Regions from separate parts of the Oryctolagus cuniculus genome. Here regions 2 and 3 are each linked to region 1. The links are chromatin contacts, called in public Micro-C maps. All regions are on one chromosome and are shown on one strand. The core of a region is the stretch at or near the end of the contact, and the rest is flanking DNA. Distances in the headings are between cores, read along the strand shown. Region 1 holds the start of TSPAN18 (tetraspanin 18). Region 2 overlaps TSPAN18 (tetraspanin 18). Region 3 holds the start of CD82 (CD82 molecule).

Region 1 (3,385 bases), core at 258-2,757:
CTTCCCGGGCGCGCTAGGGCCGGAGAAGGACGCCCCCTGGCGGGATCCCATTGCTCTCCAGCCAGCCGAGACCCCGAGCCGACGCGAACCCACCCCAGCCAGTCAGCTCTCCCGGCGGACGCCCCCCAAATCCGCCCCGGCCCTAGCTCCGGAGCCACCCAGCACCACCACCGAGGCTCCACGTCCCCAAACCGCACACACCTTGCAGCGCATAAGCGGCGCGCGGGAAGAAAGCGTGGCTCCCCCAGCTCGGCTCGCCCCGCCCCACCCCGCTGCCAGGGACCCCGGAGGCAGCAGCGTGCGCTCCCCGGACCCTATCCCCGCTCCGGGTCCCCAGGCCCCACCCGTGCTCCTGCAGGGTGGCGGGGCGCGCAGCCCCTCCCTCGGGCACAGCGCCCGACCTGGAGACCACACCTGCCACCCCACACAGTTTTCTGGGCGCCTCCACTGGCCCCGCACGGCGCTCAGCGCCCACCCGCGTTGCACCTGTCTGGGCTAAGGCCCCCGCCCGCGGGCGACTCGGGGCACGGGTGGAGCGAGAGCGTCTCCCCTGCCCCACTCCCCCACGCTAGTTTGAGTGGAACTTGGATCCCTGGGACCCCCCCCCCCATACCCCCACGGCCCCACCGGCTCCAGCGCTTTCCCCGGGGAGCGCGCGCGGGGTCTTCAGGTCCCCGGGGGCGCCACGGCGGAGCGCACGGCGGGCCCGGAGGTGCGCAGCCCCCTACCTTCCAGCGGCGGCGGCGGCGGCGGGACCCCGCGCCAACTCCTGCGGGCGGCCGCGGGGGAAACTTTCCCGGGGCGGGCGGAGCGGCGCGTCCGCAACTTGCTCGGCTCGGGCTGCCTTCCCGGCGGCGGCGACGCGGCCGGGGATCCCGCGGCACAGGCGGCCCAGCTCGCTCGGGGCTCGGGGCTCGGGGCTCGGGGCTCGGGGCTCGGGGCTCGGGCCCGGGCTGGGGCCAGGGCTCGCGCGGCCTCGTGCGGCTCCGCGCTGGATCGCTCGGCGCTGCGTCCGCCCCGCAGCCTGGAGCCGCCGCGACGCCGGCGGCAGCTGGAGCCGCCCGCCCGCCCGCCGGCCCCACCTCCCCGCCGCTCCGTCCCTCCCTCCCCTCGCTCCCTCCCCTCCCCAAACCTCCGCCCCTCCGGGCTCCAGCAGCCGCCGCTGCCGCCGCCGCCGCCGCTGCCGTGGCGTCTCCTCCGCGGGCTGCCCCTCGCCTCCTGCCTGCCGCCGGCTCCGCCTTCGCCCCGCGCCCAGGCCTCGCTCGGGGTGGGGGAGGAGGAGTCCCCCGAGACCACCCTCTGCCCCTCCACACCCGACCACCTCCCCACTCTTCTCCTGGCCCTTGCTTCGCCTGGAGTCGGAAGATCGGCTGGGCGAGGGCGGAGAGCGGCTTGCTGGCCCCCGAGTGGGATCTGGAAGAGCCGGCACGGCAGAGCGGGGGCGGGGGCCTGCGACCCCTGGCTGGGCTGCCCGCGGCGCTGCAAGTACCTCCGCGGACAGTCGGAGCTCCTGCAGGCAGGGACTGACCCCAGACCAGCGACGACGCCTTCATTCCGAGGGCCCGGGCTGTGTCTCCCACCGCTGCGTCTTGGGGGGTGTGGGGGCTGTCTTGTCTTCTTTGTGTTACTGCCGCGGCCACACCCCCTCCCCAGCCCGAGACACTGGGCTTCCCGGGGACATTTCACTTCTGGGAAGTAGTGGCCCAGCCCTAACCCAGACAAAACAGCGAGTCAGAACAGACCGCCCCCAGGGATTGCGCCTGGCGACCCCCGCGGAAGAGAGGGGGCTCAGGGTGCCCGCTCCTCTTCCCTCGGCAACTCCGAGTCCCAACGCTCAAGCCTCCGCACCCATTCCCTGTGGGCCTGAGCGCTCATAGCACACAGGGGTTCTGTGGGCAGCCCCTTGGGCCCGCTGATTCTCACTAGGGAGTGAGTGACTGATGCGGGCTGAAGAGGCTCCTGTCTTGGAAGTGCTGGTTAGTGATGTCAGGCCACGGAGCCGAGTTTCCAGCGGCCGGAAGTTGCTGCTTTTCCGTGCCTACATTCCAGGAAACAGATTCCTTCCTGCAAGGACTTGGGGGGATGCCTGGGTCGTCTTAGGAACCCTCACTGAGACACAGGGGACGTGGAGAGAGGCTGGGAGAGAAAGGCCTGGGTCCCCAGGTTTTCAGGGTGCCCACCGTGAGCAGCGTTTGTGTCTAGTAGCGGAATTCTTGTAAAGTAAGGACAGGGACCAGGGGGTCCACTCTCTGCGGCCGGCCGTTTGAGAGCTGATCCCGCCCACCACCGACCCCCTGCCGGAGCTCCCGGAAGGGCCCTCTGCCTAGGCCTCCGTGGATGCCAGGACCCAGCAAGCTTAAGGAGGAAAGAGCATGATCCTGGTGAGGGTGCTGGCGGCTGGAGGCTGAGGTCAGACAAAGCCAGAGGAAGGAAGGGAGGGAGGGAGGCGCTGGGGGGGGGGGGGTGTCCGGAGGTTGTTAGCGCTGGAGGCGCGAATGGAGGCGCTGGGAACTCACAGGCCAGGCTGGGAGGCTCACTCCTGCTCAGCCCTTGGCCACCTGCCTGCCTCCACGGAGGGGGCACCAGGCAGGGCCCCCTTCTCTAAATCAACTCTTATCTTATTTAAATGAGCTTGCTCTTTTAAAAAAAAAAAAAGAGATATGTTATATCATGACCATAAATGGAAACTCAGTATCACATTACTATAAATAGCAAGTAACCATAAAAATAAATGCAATGAAAATAAAACGGTGTTATTAAATTCTAGCGATGTATCTTTAACCACAATAAAAAACATTCCAGCGAGATCCTGCTACCCTAGGAAGGCGAAGAAGGCGCTGAGACCTGGGCCCCACTCTCTGGAAGGGACGCATCAGCCAGGGCCAAAAAGGGGTGCTGAAGACTCAGCCACGGGCTTGTGGACAAGGGTGGGGAGAGAACTGCCAAAGACCCCTACACCCACCGAGGGACCCCCACACCCAAGGGAAACCCACACCCACCAAGAGATCCTACACACCCATCAAGGGACCCCCCATACCCACCAAGGCACCCCCACATCCACCAAGGGACCCCCACATCCACCAAGGGACCCCCACACCCACTGAGGGATCCCACATACACCAAGGGACCCCCACACCCACCAAGAGACCCCCACACACACCAAGGCACCCCTACATGCATCAAGAAACTCCCCACACCCACCAAGAGACTCCCACACCCTCTGATGGACCCCTCACACCCTCTGAGGGACCCCCACACCCACCAAGGGACCCCCACACCCACTGAAGGGTCCCCACACCTGCTGCTTGCCGAGTCAGTCGGGGGAGACGTCTGGTGTCCATGGTGGAGAATCACGATTCCGTGTGTACTGTGCAGCAGTACTCCC
Region 2 (3,385 bases), core at 455-2,954, 140 kb before region 1:
CTGGGCCAGACAGCTTTATTAATCTCGCCCCTCCTGCTGCCCCAGATGGCGGCTCAGCCCCATCTGCGGGGCGTGGGCCCGGGAGGGGCTCTCTGATTAAGCAGCACAGCTCTGTTCATAAATCACTCCCCTGCCTTTCTCTGTCCCCAGCCCCTGGGCATGCTTTCTGGAGGGACGGACAAGGAGGCAGGTGGCCCAAGCCGGTAGAGATGCTCCCACTGGGAGGAGGCACGGGCAGAAACCCGAGGGGTGTGTTGTACCCACTCTGGCCAGGCGAGGGCGCTAGGGGCCTGGGGCAGAGCCACACAGGATCGGGTGTTTTCTCTGCAAGCCACGTTCCCTCCATCAGGGCTCTGCCCCAGGGACCCTAGAGCCTGGCTCCTCATCTGGGGTGGGGAGTCTCCGATCGGATTTCCGGGGTCACTTGGAGGATGAGAGAAGGTGATGCAGGTGAAAGCCCTGGACACGGTGTCCAGCACAGCCAGTTCCTGCCCTGTCCCGGCTCCTGCCAGGGCCAGCCTGGGCTTGGTCCAAGGCATGGAGACCAGCGGCCGCCCTCCCCAGAGCCCTGGGACGATCAATAAGGAGAGTTAACGGCAACATCAGCCAGGGCTCCAGGCAGGCTCAGCAAGACAGGAAACACTGCTTGCCAGCTGGGGCTGGAGGGGAGCCTGGAAGAGGGCGAGGCTGTGTGCAGAGGTCACGGCGGTGGGCAGGGGGCAGGGAGGAGCGAGATCTATGGAGCTCCCTTGGCATCACCCGCGCTGGGCTGGAGGCGGTCACCTACGATGATGATCTCACTTCCTCCTCCAGAAACCTTGGGGGAAGGGAGGGTTCCCTTTTACAGATGGGGACCCTGGCACCCACAGCGGGCTCGGGCACAGCGGGGCGGGGGATACCATTTAACAGGCTCCCGAGGGTCGGGGCCTGGGAGGGGGGTGATGGGGCCCCAGGGAAAGCTTGCTGGGAGCGCAGTTGGATCCGAAGTGTCCGGGATCCAGTCGCCCAGACCCGCTGAGTGGGGACAGAGAAGGCGCCTGAAGCGGCCTCATCGCTAGTCTGTGAGCTGAGCCAGGCTGGGCGCTCCGTGCCCGCTGCTGACCTGTCCTCTGCCCACCCCGAAGCCCGTCCTTCCCACCAGAATGGCCACAGAAAAGGAAGCTCCTTAGTGAGGCCTGTGTCCACCACCTCACGTCACATGGCGGAAGCTCTGGCTCAGAGAGGGACAGAGCGCAGCCCCGAGTCACACAGCGTGGCCAGAACCAGGAGGGACTGAGCATAAACCCGCTGGCTGGCTGCCCTTCCCGCCAAAGCAGGCAGCTTCCTGGACGGCTAAGGCTGCAGCCCTCTGAGAGGCCCTGAGGTACAGGACCTCGCTGGGCCCGCCCACGCGGGAGGCAGGCGCTCCTGTTCACAGGTGAGCCTCCCTGGCCCCCAGGACCCGCGGCAGGTCCATGGAGCTGGTGCAAGGAAACCAGACTCCGTGCTGTGCCCTGGTCTCCCTCCAGGGTGTGGCCCCAGGGACTTGACGCCCACCCAGCCTCAGTGACCATAACACAATCCACGCCTCCCATCCGCCCTACGCCGGGCACCAGGGCTGGGCCTCATCCACAGAGGGCGCTGGGCCCAGACACGGGTCAGGGGCTCTGTTCCCCTGCCTTGGGCACCTAACCCAGTGGGGACGTCACTGGCCTTTGCAGAGTCTCTGGGGACCCTCGTGCGGAGACCTCGACTTGGCCACTGTGAGCAGCTGAAGGCAGGGGTGCAGAGAGGGGTCACGGTGTGTGTGGGCAGCAGGCTGGGCCTCAGAGCCCACGTCCAGCGGGGGGCTGTGTGTGGGGGCTGCTGAAGCAGGTGAGAGTCCAGGAGGGCGGAGCTAGGGCACCCCTCCCCCAGGAAGCCCCTCCCCCAGGACGCCTCTCCCCTCACCCCCACCCCAGGCAGGCAATGCGGGGCAAGGCAGGTGTGAGGAGGAGGGAGGGGGCAGGCTCCCCCAGTACTCATTGGCCCCAGGACCCAGAGAGGCCAGGCTGCGGCAGGAAGCCCCAGTCAGGGCATGGGGGAGCCCCCGGGATGGGACAAAAGGCTGCCTGGGCCCGGGTTGACCCTGGGGAAGTGGCTGCCTGCAGAGGGTGCAGCAGCCTGGCTGCCTGCTCAGGATCCAGACGGCGCTCACCGCGCGGCCTCCCTGGCCGCCAAACACCAAGTCTCCTCCTGATCGCATCACTCGTGGGGCCAGGCACCCCGCCCCCCACCGCCGCCCCGAGCCGTCTCCTGCATGCCCCGCTGAGTGAGCGCCGGCCCAGGCAGGCAGACAGGAGGGGTGACCCCTGACCTTACTCCTGGGAGCTGGACTTGCGTCTGTGGGCTTGGCCAGCGGCTGCCTCTGAAGCTCCTCTGACAGCAGCCCTCCCCGGCTGCCCCAGGTGCTGCTGTGTCCCCAGGTCCCCAGAGACACCCCCCCCCCAACTTGGGCTCACTGCCACTGGGGTCTCGCCAAGCCTCACAGTGCCCCCTGCTCTCCCTGCACAAGCTGGCACTGCCAATAACACCTGTGCCTCATCGGTACCCAGTCTTTCTGGTTTTTTCAAATTTTATTGGAAAGGTGGAGAGATTCAGAGAGAGAGAGAGAGAGACAGACAGACAGAGACCCTATCCACTGGTTCACTCCCCGGATGCCTGCAACAGCTGGGACTGGGCCGGGCTGAAGCCAGGAGCTGGTAACTCCATCCGGTTTCCTACTTGGGACCCAAGTACGTGAGCCATCCCCAGCCACCTCCCAGGGTGTGCGTCCACAGGAAGCTGGAAGCCCAAGTGGAGGCAGGACTCGAACCCAGGCCCTCTGATGTGGGGCGAGGGCATCCAAGCCGCATCTTCCCCATGGCACCACACACCTATTCTGCTTCTCCTGGCTGCCTCCCAGCAGATGCTGTGAGACCTCATGCTACCCAGAGTCTGTTTAGCCTGCACTTACTATGCACCTGGCCTTGAACTAAGAGCAAACAGATCCGCAGGAGACTCCTGCAAGGGGATTTCTCAACACTGAACTGTGACTGAGCTGGGCTCCGAGATGGCGAGCTATCTGCCTTGGGTCTCTCAGCCGGTTGCAGGAGACACCCAGTGCGTCTCCCACCTCTTGCCACCACTCGAGCACGTAGGGGGCCTCTGGATCCCATTTTGATGCTTAAAATACAACACACGGGATTAAAAGGGCGGTCAACTATATTCAAAGAGTTATTGAAATGTTTTGCAGCAGAGGGTAGTTAATGCTTCTGCATTCGCACAGGAGACCGAAGGGTTGGGTGGCCAGGGAACGGAGGCGCACATGCTCTCAGGGGCTCTGCCGCGAGTTTCAGGATCTCTATGGGCCATGGAGTCACAAGTA
Region 3 (3,385 bases), core at 489-2,988, 140 kb after region 1:
GTCTCCTCCTCCTAGCCTAGCCCTCAAGCAGACTCTGCCCCCACAGAACTCCGCGGCTGCTTCCACAATGCATGGCTCATCTCCCTGGAAGATGCAGGAGCCAACACGCAGCGCCCTCAATGTCCTCCAGTGCCCGGTCCTGCTCGGACAGCAGGTGCCCTCACGGCCCCATGTGGGGGCCTCCACCCCAAGCCCAGGGTGCAGTGGGCTAGCTGGATTCCAACCACCAGGTCAATATAGACACGCAAAAATCCCAGCTGGCCCCTGGCCGGGAGAGGCCCTCCCCAGCAGGAACGCGGAGGGGCTGGGAGCCCTTGCTGTTGGCAGCTTGGAGGAAGGCAGAGCCAGGCCTGGCTCACTCACCTCTGCACACTCCATCCAGCATACAGTAGGTGCTTAGTAAACTTGTTGCTGACTGTTGAGGCTGTGGCCTCAACAACATCAGAGAAAACTCAGCGGTTCTTTTGGCCTGGAGACACACTCCCCGACCTCCCTACAGAATCACGTTGGTGGCACATGGCAGTGTCTGGCTCTCACAGGTCAGGAGGAGCCTCTAGCCCTCAAAAAGGGGGGGGGGGTGCTCTCCCTCTGCAGCCTGAAGCCAGTCAATGCAGCTCACTCACAGCAGAGGAACTGCCCCGGAGTGAGGCCTCACTAGGTGCCTGGTGCCTTGCCAAGCACTGTATGGCCTTGCTCTCTTCAGTTCTCACTCCTGCTGTCGGGTTCTGTCACTGTCCCCATTTCACAGATGAAGAATCTGGAGCTTGGAGAGGGAACTGGCATCCTAAGTCAGCTTGGTCCCAAACCCAAGCCCCCGACCACCGATCTAGGCTGCCCAGCTCCGTGGCCCAGTGCAAGGCCCCCGCCACCCCTATAGACTGAATCTTCCAGCCCAAGAAACTAACCCAGGGCATGTCGCAAGAGCCCTGGGGCTCTGGGCTTGACTCTGGCCCAAGATCTGGTGGAGTTTTCGCTTTTCTCCCCTGCTCACCTAGATAAGACCTGTTCCTTCCACTCCTCCCGGCTTGTTCACTGGGTTTCTGGCTGGAGGCTGGGGGAGCCTGGCTAGTTGAACTCTCGGTTAAGGGAGACTAGGGGAGAGCCGAAACGCTCCTGCTTTGGGCTGTGCCTCCCCAGGGCTCGCGCGTTCGAACCCTATCCGGCGAATCCGTTTGACCTTTAAAAGCACTGGCTCGGCTGAGTCCCATTTCGCAAGGAGAAGCTGCACCGGGGCAGCGCGAGCGCGCACCTGCGGCTGACCTGCAGCGCGCCCTCACCTGCCAGCTCCTGTCTCTCCAGGCTCCGGTGAGCAAGTGCGACCGGAGCGCGGAGCTCACCTGCTCCAACTTCCTCCTGCTGGAACCGGAGAGGTGCGGCGCCGGGGCCACGCAGCCGGAGCCCCCAGAGGTTCTCAGCACGCCGAGGCAAAGCTCCCTCTCACCCCCCACCCCCAGCTGCCCCGACCTGTCACTTGTTCCCGGAGAGCTGCCCGAGCCGGCTGGGGAAGTGCGGCCAAAACCAAACTTGGCTGCCGCTGCTCGTCCCGCCGGTCTCCCGCGGCCCCTTGCTCACCTGCTGGCTCTGTTTTCTCCTGCCCCGCTGCAAGCCCGGAGAACCCGCTCGCGCCCCAGTCAGCCGCCGACTGCGCAGCGCTGGGCTCGGCGACTCTGCGGTCCCCCCTCTCCCGGCAGCGGTCGGGGAACTCAACGGCCTCGCCAGGCCCCGCCCCCAGAGGCCCCGCCCCGGACACGCCCCCTCGGCGGCCTCCCTACGCGAGCCCGCCAGCCCCGCCCCCCCGGCCGGGCCCGGCTCCGCCTACCGTGGACTCTACCCGGGCCAGTCCCGCCCCGGGGCCCCGCTGGCGGGGAGGCCATGCCCCCTTCCCGCTCGGCCTCAGCCTCCTCGTCGACGCCGTCCAGGTCGCGCTGCGGCCGAGGCCCGCCCCCGGGCCCGCCTCCTCGGCCCAGTGCCCAGCACCCCTGCCGGCCCGTCCCCGAGCTCTGCCCACTCGGAGCCCCCCACCCCACGGCCCGCCCCTCCCCGGCCCCGCTCGTCCTCCCCGACCCCTCCCACCTGCCAGTCTAGCCGGCTGCGCCCGCCCGCCTCTGACCCTCGCGGGTGGGAACCGCCCCGCACACTCTCCTGGCCCGGATCTCGGCGCCTTCCCAGCCCTGTTCGGGCCCCGCGGCCCCAGCTCGGGACGGGCGGGCCTAGGCCCCCACGTTGGCATGCTAGGGCGGTGCATCCGGGTGCAACCGGGAAGCGGCGTGGGAGCGGTTCGTGTTCCAAGTCGAGGCCTCTATCAGGAGGCGGCCAGGCGCTCTCTGAGAATACTGACAGCTGCCACTGATTGACCTCTTGCCAGGGGCCGGGCCCCGTGCCAAGCGCTGGGAATGCCCACAACCTATGGGGTGCTCCTGTTGCACCCACTTTGCTGATGGGCAAGCTGAGGCTTAGAGAGGGGAAGCGCCCAGCTCTGAGTCTCTCACTGGAGGCGGTGGTGAGCGGCTTTCAGCCCCAGGCCCTGAACCACAAGTCTGACTCTGCCCCAGCCTGCCCAGACGCGTCCCTGGGGACGTAGCCCAGGGTGGCCGGCTGCTGGGGAGCCGACTGCTGCTGGGGGTGGCGGGGGAGGGGGCGCCTTGGGCCCGAGCACCTCAGTGCTGGCTTTCTGCCTTGAGACGTGGTTGGAATTAAGGTGGGCTGCATGAGGGCTCCAGTGAGCTATGGTGCCCCCCGCCCATCCACCTGCCTCCCCGCATCCCACCGTCCGCGCTGCCCCACTCCAAGGAGCCAGCCTCAGGCAGGTTCCCCAGCTAATGACCAGGCCGTCCACCTAGGCCGCTGACACAGCGTTCTCATGCCCATTATCTCACTGGCATCTCACAACAACGCCATTGTGCCGAGGTTTGCCTGGGTGGAGCAGGGAGCGGAGCTGGACCCCAGCCCAGCGCATGTTCTCAGAGCCTGGTGCTGGGACCGGCATCCGCGCGGCCTGGGAACTCCTTAGGAATGTGTTTTCGGGGGCGGGGGGGGCTGTCCCCTCTTCCCCAACCTGTGGAATAAAAACTCAGGAACAATTTGTTCCAACAAGGTCTCTGGGAGATTCAGAATCAGAGCACATGGTGGAGAAGTGGGGTGGTCCGAGACTCCCCGAGACCTGGGCGGCTCCTGGGAGCTTTGTGACCTGGGGATTTTAGGCAGGGCCCTTGACTCCCCTGGGATTCTGAGTCCCTAACATGGGAAAAGCAGCAGCAGTGGTCCTGCAGGCGGCTGTGGAAGGTGACATGTGGTGGCATTCACGGAGGCTTTGGCCCGCTGCGTGGACGCTAGCCCTGTCCACAGGTGCTCTCCCTTCAGTAAAGTCTTTTGTCTAGAATTTCCA

What was found. Hi-C and Micro-C count contacts between places; a contact is called where the count stands out from the background.
Region 2: a contact with region 1 is called in a Micro-C map of ear pinna, with 10 times the contacts expected there. The contact joins the enhancer-like site here to the promoter of TSPAN18 in region 1. A contact is called at or near these places in 2 of 6 Hi-C or Micro-C datasets (ear pinna and psoas muscle).
Region 3: a Micro-C map of ear pinna shows a contact between it and region 1, with 1.8 times the contacts expected there. The contact joins the promoter of CD82 here to the promoter of TSPAN18 in region 1. A contact is called at or near these places in 2 of 6 Hi-C or Micro-C datasets (ear pinna and an unstated tissue).

The regions. Positions count from the first base shown.
Region 1 is chr1:20,994,823-20,998,207 of mOryCun1.1, forward strand. TSPAN18 (tetraspanin 18) reads right to left here and starts at 1,508. Exons shown (of 12, transcript XM_051852548.2): 1 at 1,490-1,508.
Region 2 is chr1:20,856,272-20,859,656 of mOryCun1.1, forward strand. The region is part of intron 3 of TSPAN18 (tetraspanin 18); the gene reads right to left. Among named protein-coding and RNA genes, the nearest start is that of TP53I11, 44 kb to the left of the region's middle. Within about 2 kb of position 1,705, at least 2 of the 8 cell types and tissues checked have an H3K27ac peak or open chromatin away from gene starts, as enhancers often do.
Region 3 is chr1:21,132,657-21,136,041 of mOryCun1.1, forward strand. CD82 (CD82 molecule) reads right to left here and starts at 1,739. Exons shown (of 10, transcript XM_070071327.1): 1 at 1,573-1,739.